2 separate regions of the Pan troglodytes genome follow, and region 2 is linked to region 1. A link is a contact called in public Hi-C data. All regions are on one chromosome and are shown on one strand. Each heading gives the region's core, a stretch centred on a gene start, on an enhancer-like site or on the middle of the called end of the contact. The rest is flanking DNA. Distances are from core to core; before and after follow the strand shown. Region 1 holds the start of PDLIM5 (PDZ and LIM domain 5). Region 2 overlaps PDLIM5 (PDZ and LIM domain 5).

What was found. A called contact is a pair of places that touch in the nucleus more often than the background predicts.
Region 2: a Hi-C map of stem cell-derived neural progenitor cells shows a contact between it and region 1, with 3 times the contacts expected there. The contact joins the enhancer-like site here to the promoter of PDLIM5 in region 1. A contact is called at or near these places in 1 of 7 Hi-C or Micro-C datasets (stem cell-derived neural progenitor cells) and 1 of 1 datasets of contacts at active chromatin or transcription factors (stem cell-derived excitatory neurons).

Annotation. Positions count from the first base shown.
Region 1 is chr3:95,849,415-95,853,682 of NHGRI_mPanTro3-v2.0_pri, forward strand. PDLIM5 (PDZ and LIM domain 5) reads left to right here and starts at 2,182. Exons shown (of 13, transcript XM_517349.9): 1 at 2,182-2,320.
Region 2 is chr3:95,981,097-95,985,364 of NHGRI_mPanTro3-v2.0_pri, forward strand. It overlaps PDLIM5 (PDZ and LIM domain 5), which reads left to right. Exons shown (of 13, transcript XM_517349.9): 5 at 340-758. Among named protein-coding and RNA genes, the nearest start is that of PDLIM5, 130 kb to the left of the region's middle. Within about 2 kb of position 2,090, at least 8 of the 24 cell types and tissues checked have an H3K27ac peak or open chromatin away from gene starts, as enhancers often do. A contact at or near this core is called in stem cell-derived neural progenitor cells, where this site is marked.

The DNA.
Region 1 (4,268 bases), core at 932-3,431:
GAAACACTTTCCCCCAAAGCCATCTTTTGAAAAATGTGGTGAAAGCTATGGACTGGTGCTGTCCAATGAAAATACAATGTGAAGCACATATGTAATTTTATTTATTTATTTTTTTAGAGACAGGGTCTTCCTTTGTCACCCAGGCTGGAGTGCAAAGACAGGATCATAGTTCACTGCACCCTCGAACCTCTGGGCTCAGCAATACAAATAGCTGGGACCTGGGACTACAGGCACACTACACGACGCCCAGCTAATTTTTTGGATTTTTTTAGAGATGGGTCTTGCTATGTTGCCTAGGTTAACCTCAAACTCCTGCCCTCAAGCCATCCTCTCACCTCAGCCTCCCAAGTGCTAGGATTATAGGTGTCAGCCACTGCACCCTGCTCACATAAGTAATTTTAAATTATCTAGTGGCCACATTTTTTTTAAAAAGTGAAATTAATTTTAATCAAATATTATTATTATTACTCTTTTTTTTTGGTGCGGAGTCTTGCTCTGTCGCCCAGGCTGGAGGGCAGTGGCACGGTCTCGGCTCACTGCAACCTCTACCTCCCGGGTTCAAGTGATTCTCCTGCCTCAGCCTCCCAAGTAGCTGGGATAACAGGCATGCGCCACCACACCCGGCTAATTTTTGTATTTTTAGTAGAGACGGGGTTTCGCCATGTTGGCCAGGCTGATCTTGAACTACTGACCTCAGGTGACCCACCCGCTTCAGCCTCCCAAAGTGCTGGGATTATAGGCGTGAGCCGTCGCGCCCGGCCATAATCATATATCATTTAACAAAACATAAAATATGATGATTTCAGCATATAATCAATATAAAAATTATTGAGGCATTTTACATTATTTTTTCATACCAAGTCGTCGAAATCCAGTGTGCATTTTACACTTCCAACGCATTTCAATTTGGGCATTATATTTTCAACTTTAGTCCTTAAATGTAGTGCTTAAAAGAAATGTTAACGACCTGGCGCGGTGGCTCATGCCCGTAATCCCAGCACTTTGCGGGGCCGAGGCGGGTTGGTCACCTGAGGTCAGGAGTTCGAGATCAGGCTGGCCAACATGGTGAAACCCCATCTCTACTAAAAATACAAAAAATTAGCCGGGCGTGGTGGCGCACGCCTGTAATCCCAGCTACTCAGGAGGCTGAGGCAGGGGAATCGCTTGAACCCGGGAGGTGGAGGTTGCAGTGAGCCGAGATTGCACCACTGACCCCAGCCTGGGAGACAGGGCAAGAATCCGTCTCAAAGAAAAAAAAAGTAAAGAAATGTTATCCTGCTTCAGTTTTAAATGTTAAATTATTTAAAATTACGTAAAACAAAAAAATTCATGGTCTCAGTTACAGTAGCCACATTTCAACTGTTCGATAGCCACATGTGGCCAGTGGCTACCGTTAGGGAAAGAGCAGCTTTGGATCTTCGCCTTTGGAATTTCGCTTGCACTTCTGGGGGCCGGGGAGCTCACGGACCTCATGAAGTTCATCCTTGCTTTATATGCTCCTTGGTTAAGAATTGTCCTTTTCACGTTTTATAAGCCAATTCACAGTGTAACAGTCTAGTTACTTTCCGTATGTTCACTGAACATTATTCACGTTTTCTTATGAATAAATTCCTCGGGCGTATCAAGCAACCCTATAGAAGGCTGGAAAGTGGACTATTGATTTGGATTTAGAAAAATAAACTGAAGATACAGTGGTTGAATCACTTTTGGCCGCTTTTATGTATCACTGTCTTCTGGTGTGATGGACAGGGTTAACTTCTATCTGTTAGGGTTACCGGTTTTCACCTTCCTGACAGGTAAACTTCTGGGTCTGCACTTTTCAGAGCATGGAAAGCTCTTTCAAAACAAAAAACGCAGGCAGTAACCGATGAACTTGCATAGATAGAGATTTATCCAAAGTACCCTTCTATTTTTAGGCAGAGCAACTGCTTGCCAATTTAAATTTCTGGAGAGAAAAATGCACCCACTACAAAACGGACGAGCGGAGGGTTAGACCTTTGCCAGGTAGCGCTCAAAATCCGCTAAGACTACTCCCACCGAAACTCGGTAGCGCAGTTGTCTTTCCGCAGCTGCTTCAGCCAGCCCCAGCAAGCCCGAGCGCCCGGCGCCGCCGCCACCTTCCCCGCCCCTGCGCGGCGCGGCTGGGACTGGCCCAGAGGCGTGGCCGGGAGCGGAGGGGCGTGTCCTGGGTCGGGGGTGGGGCGAGGGAGAGCCAGGAGGCGGAAGTTCCCGCGGGCGGTGGGGACGGCGCCCGCACCGCGAGTCACTTGTCAGCCCTTGTCTGAGGCGGAGGCAGCCCCGCGCCCGCGCCGGACCCGAGGTGAGTGGCGGCCGGCCGGCGATGCGCCTCTCGGATCTCCGGTGGGAGAAGGGAAAGAACCGGCCGCTGTGCGCCGAACGCGAGAAGGGAAGCCCGGTTGGGGACGAGGAGGGGGCGCTCCTCGGGCAGGGATGGCTCCTCAGGTGCTTTCTGGGCGCGGAGCGGCGGAGGTGGGAGAGCAGCTTGGGAAAAGGAGCGCCCGGAAAAGGGCAGCGCTGGAGTCCGCGTGAGGCCAGAGGGCGAGCCCTGGGGTCCCCGCAGCCCGGGCCGACCGGGACCAGCGTAGCGGAGACGGGGACGCGGGAGGGCGCCCGGAGGTGGCGAGGGCCGGCGGGGACGGGTTCCCGGGCACTGCCGCTCCCACCCACCCGGCTGCCGGCGTCGCCGGGCACCACCGTGGTGTGGTGTCTGAGTGCCCAGTCCTGCGCCAGTCTCTTGGAGGGTAGGAAGCGGGACTCAAAGGAAAAGGCGCGTTAGTTTTTCTATGCTCCCAGCCTACTGAGAAGCATTTATTTCTCCCCCAGATATTTACAGTTTTGTGTAACCTGTTTGGGGAAAACTTCTGCGCGTCCAGAAATAAAGCTCGTTTAAGAAACACATTTGTCATGAACACGAGATTTGTTAACACTTGAGTACTTGTTGGGGCTTTTGTAAGACTGTGCCTTCGGTGCGTTTTACAATAAGTGGAAAAAGGAAGGGCGTGTGGACAGGGCAGAGCTTGGAAAGAAAATTCGTGGCGGCGCTGGGCAGGGCAGATTTAGGGTGTGATCGCCAGATCCTATCCCAAGTCCGCCTTCCTGACGGGGAGGACGTCTGAACCCGCCTGCCACGGAAACGGCCCGTTCGGTAGCCTTATTTGGCAAACAAGGCTAGGCGTGAATCCCTCCTGGAAAACTGTCCTGTCGGCTGCTTTCATCCTGTGCCTGTGGCTTTAGTTCTTCAGCTCTACCTACATTCTCTCTCCATTGCGGGGAAAGAGAATCTCAAGATATTTCTCTTTAATTTCAGGCCTTTTTTTTGTCACCCTGTGTAGTTCATCTTGAGTTCTCCTTTCTCCCCTCTCACCCACTAATGAAGCTGAGATACAAGTGTGGGAAATACCAAGCTTCCTTCCCTAGTACTAGAGCAAAGACATTGTTTAGACTTTCCCTAAAAGAAAATCCATAACTATACAGAAATTCCAACCTTTTCTACGTGTTTGAAAGAGTATGCTGCTATTTCCTGCCTGCTTGGTATTTGAGGAAGGGCTTGGGCACTAATAACCAGATGGAGGAGTCTTGGAAAGGCCAATAAAAATATTGCCATTGCTTGGGGCAGAGACTGTTTTAAGGCAGATGAATTCCAAATGAAGCTAGCAGAAGAAGCATCTAGAAATGAACGGACAGTGACTAGAAATGAAATGACACTGGTTTTGTAGTGTGGCTGTGACCTTGCCAGTGCTAGGAATTTTAATAACAAATGAGAGAAGTTAGGAAGGGAATCCCCAAGTAAAGGGAAGTTGCAAGTACATGGGTTGATAATCTAAATGAAATACATTTTCTTGTAGGGAAGAATGGGGCCAGAGGAAGTTGAGCCTAACTTTCATATTATTCCCCAGACACAAGTTAAAGATTAATAAAGGAGGGCAGGCTGCCTGTGAAATATCAGTTGGCTTTACACGATTCTGATTTGTATTGTGTCAATATCAGGACAGTCCTTCTATTAGTTTTCTGAAAATCTTCTCCTTTTATAGCGGGAAAGCAATTGAATTATGTGTGGCTCGTTATTAGCTTCCCACTAGTAGTTTTTCACCTATATATACAGTTTGACTTCCGGCATGGCCTTTGGATCTTTTTTAGTGCTCTGTGCCTATTACTTCATTACTGAAGTAATGTGTTATTGCCTTGTAGTTCAGTATACTACCACGCCAGTAGAAAAGCTGTTTCGGTTTCTGATACAATTTTCTGTA
Region 2 (4,268 bases), core at 840-3,339, 130 kb after region 1:
AAACATTTTTCCTTTGGAATATGCCTAGGTTGACACTGATGAGGGGCTTTAGGCTTTCTGATAGTTTTCCTGCTGTATTTCCGAAATATTTTGAAACTACTTTCATTTTTATTTTTAAAAATTATACCTAATGTGTGCATCTGTGTTATGCATGTTGGGACTAGTTAGCATGCATGTTATGCTTTATCAGCCCATTGTTTTTATCTGGAAACATGATGTTTGAGCTGCTAACCTGATTGTGTTTGTCTTTTAAAAAATCAGCTCTGTGTTCTTTTCGGTGAAATATATTTTGCATGTGTTTGGTGTGGTTTTGTGTATGTTTATTTTTGTTTTACATAGGGAGAACCTAAAGAAGTAGTTAAACCTGTGCCCATTACATCTCCTGCTGTGTCCAAAGTCACTTCCACAAACAACATGGCCTACAATAAGGCACCACGGCCTTTTGGTTCTGTGTCTTCACCAAAAGTCACATCCATCCCATCACCATCGTCTGCCTTCACCCCTGCCCATGCGACCACCTCATCACATGCTTCCCCTTCACCCGTGGCTGCCGTCACTCCTCCCCTGTTCGCTGCATCTGGACTGCATGCTAATGCCAATCTTAGTGCTGACCAGTCTCCATCTGCACTGAGCGCTGGTAAAACTGCAGTTAATGTCCCACGGCAGCCCACAGTCACCAGCGTGTGTTCCGAGACTTCTCAGGAGCTAGCAGAGGGACAGAGAAGAGGATCCCAGGGTGACAGTAAACAGCAAAATGGGTAGGTGGCTAAGGGTGCTTTCTGCTCTTACTAAAACTCTTCTTTCAGGTAATTTCCAGGAAATACTCTACATTTCTCTCCCCCAAAACCAACTTTCTTTGAAGGAAGGGAGATGAAGTATTATTTGCCTCATTAACATATGGCCTTTATATACATAGGGTACTTTCTGCAAAGCAATTATCACTTATTCAAAAGCTACTTGTGCATTTTGACATGTTCTGAACCAGGTAACCTCTCTGTAACTCATTTTTTGTAAGTCCCGACACAGCATTGAGCAGCTGGCACTTGTAATGCAAGGCAAATCTTGAATCTTTCTTCCTCAATTTTTTCATTCTTTTAAATAGGCCACCAAAAGTTCAAACAGTGGTTACAGTTGCTGTCACCTTACACAGCTCATCGTAAGGAGAGGGGAAATCATGAATTTGTAAGGGTTTTTTTTTCTAGGAGGTAATCTTAGGAAAACCAGTCCACTTTTGACTCATGTCTATATGTGAAGCATTAGCTTAGAGCAGAGAGCTAACAACATTGTTTTCAGATAAGTTTAAGTTAGAATTTATTCTTTAAAAGCAGACAGTAATGAAACAACAAGGCATGCTTGCAAAGCATTAGAAGCAAATTATAAAATACTTTCGTTGTAAACGTTTTCTGAAATGAGTAAATTTAAGCCATTGGACACTAAACATACAATGTTAGCAGAACACTTTGAAAATCTGTTTCTTATCGTTTTTCCCTTTTGGGGGTATCTTTTTATTAAAAAAATTGGTTGAAGTTATTAACTTATTTGAACTACACATAGTTATAAGATCACACATCTGTTTTTCAGCAACCTTCAATTATTTGTTTATTTTTTTTTAACACTTTCGGTTCAAATATAATGTTATCAGATAGTCAGAAATTTATGTTGAGGAGCAAGGATTTAAGTTGGCCGTGTGAGAGGTTATGTACAGTATCTTTTTTAAAAATAATTCTTTTCTATAATGTAATCCTACTTGCAAAGAAAAAACTAAAGAAAAGAGAGAGAATAATGATGGTCGTTTTATTGCTTTTGGAATTCAGGGATGATACTTTAAGGCAGTCATTTATGTAAAATCATTTTGATCAGATTTATTGTGACAAAAATGTACCTTAAAAGGAAGACAAAGGGAAATAGTCTACAGGCCTGATGATTTTTACCAATGCCAGTTCCCAGGAAAATATAATTAAAATACTTGTGTGGATAGGTCCATTCTCTGAGATAATCCCTTCTGAATGTTAATTCCTGTAATGAAGAGGCTGTGCTTTCTGTAGCACTGCTGCCATGGCAACTTTGGGGCTTTGGAAGAGAAGGTGGCAAAACTCCAGGCTGCTGCTGAGAGAGGGAGAGCAGGAGCTCTAGAAGAACAGCTCCTGGGCTGTACATACGGTCTTGAGGTTGCGGGTGGCTTTCTAAAGTTCTGATATATATATATATTGAGGAAAACTAGTGTCCTTCAAAAAAGAATGTTATTTTTTCTTTCACGTGAGGAAGAGAAACAGTATGGAGTGTTCAGGAGTATTTGGTCGTAATCTTTTTTTTTTTTTTTTTTAGTATGTTTATTTTAAGACAATAGATTTTCGAGTAATCAGAGTAGATATCCTGCAAAGAAAGATGCTGTCTTGTCAAATGCAAGCCACACAGAAGACTAAAACAGAAGTTTACTATGTTTATTAAATTCCAAGTTCAGTAGAAAAACATCCATTGAAGGAAGTGTCTTAACTAAAATCTTTTCTACTAGTGCTTCTTGAAATCTCATAAAAAACTCTTCTTAATAGAAAGTTGTAGAGGTAAAAGCAAACAGGTTATGGAAAAGTACTGCATTTAAAACATCTGAAAATACCAAGCTTAAGTTTTGTGTTTTATAAGCACAGCTTTGGTGATAAAATTTGAAATGATTTAAAGCTTATTATTTTTAAACTGAAACTAGGCAGTATTATAGAGCCTTTATGATGGCTTCTTAATCAATTGGCAGTGTTTATTAAGCACATGCCTGCTGTCCAGCACTGTGCAAAGTTCAGGAGAAAAGAGATTACTACATATTTTGCATCATTTTCAGGCAAGTTACTGCTTTGCATTTGCAAACTGGGTGTATTTAAAAATAGCTTGATTTCAAGTGTCTAGATATTAGGACAATAAAAACTTGATTACTCTGAAAATAAAGTGTGTTGTCTGTGAAACTCTGAGACACATTGGTAGCGCCCTTTCGTTCACAATATTTAGATTGAGAAATAAAAATAAATTACACACTTTACTAGTCAGTGATGTGTCATTTTGAAGAGTAGGTGTTTTGTGCTATTAATGGATGCATTTTTTGCATAAGTTGTCAAACTTTTTCTGGAATCAGTGTCAAACTTGTTAGTATTATATTTCCCAGATTTTTATAATGTTGCAAAATACCTACAACAAAACTCTTTTAAAGTTGAGAGTTGTTACCTTATATTTATATTAGTTATTTTTTAATTTAAAAAATAATACATACCAATGACCAAAAATTTAAGAGTTCAGAAGGATGTAAAGTTAAATGCTTAGGTTGTCTTTTTCCTCAAAGCACCAGGAGGACTATTAGTTTTTAGTTTTTAAGCTAGTTTGATAGCTATTCCACACAAATTTATATAGCACTGATAAACAGACATAAACAGATGCTTATTAATGAAGCATCATTACTAAGAAATAATTAGCTGTTCATCCTAATAGCATGAAATCTATACATAACATCGATATTTTTAGAATATTTTAAATTAATAGTCTGTAAGCATTCCTGTTCCTTCTTATGAGTAAGGATTAAGGCATGTTAAGAAAATTTAAATCTTTCTTCTGTATGTACAAATTATTGGTCATAGATGGCTGTTTTCTTTACTACTCTCCTTACTCTACTAAGAGCCAAATGGGACTTTATATTTCAAACTGGAAGGATTGCTGTTTTGCATCAAGTAGTTTAAGTGATTTACCTTTTCCCTTTCCATATATCCTTGCATTAAAATGTGCCACTGCTTTCAAGAGGTAAGTCTTTTAGTATCTTATAATAATTTTAATTTTGTTGGACTGAAATTTCTTCTAACAGCTCCTGTGTGATATTTTGAGGAACCTGGCCTTGGAAGATTAAAAAAAAATGATGTGGTAGTAATATTTTAAAATACTTTTCTCTTTGCAGAAAACACAAGTGACAAAGTTAGTATCCACATTACTGGAGAGGAAATATGGTGATTTATATATGAGTAAACAGCATGAATGCCTGATTTTTGCAAAATTAAGTTAAATTTTGCAAAAGAGCTGTAATTTAGAATAACCACATTTAGTATTTTCAGTAAGCTTGGTTTGCATTGCTATGTTGTGGTGAATTGCTTTATAGTAATAAATAGTAGTGTTTAACATAAGTCATAAAATGTATGTGGGTTTTACTATGTATTGGTTTAAAAGAAGCAGTGCTTGGGAAAATGTAATTTATATCAGTCAAGACTGGTAGAACACAAAGATAGAAGAGAAAGCATAAACAT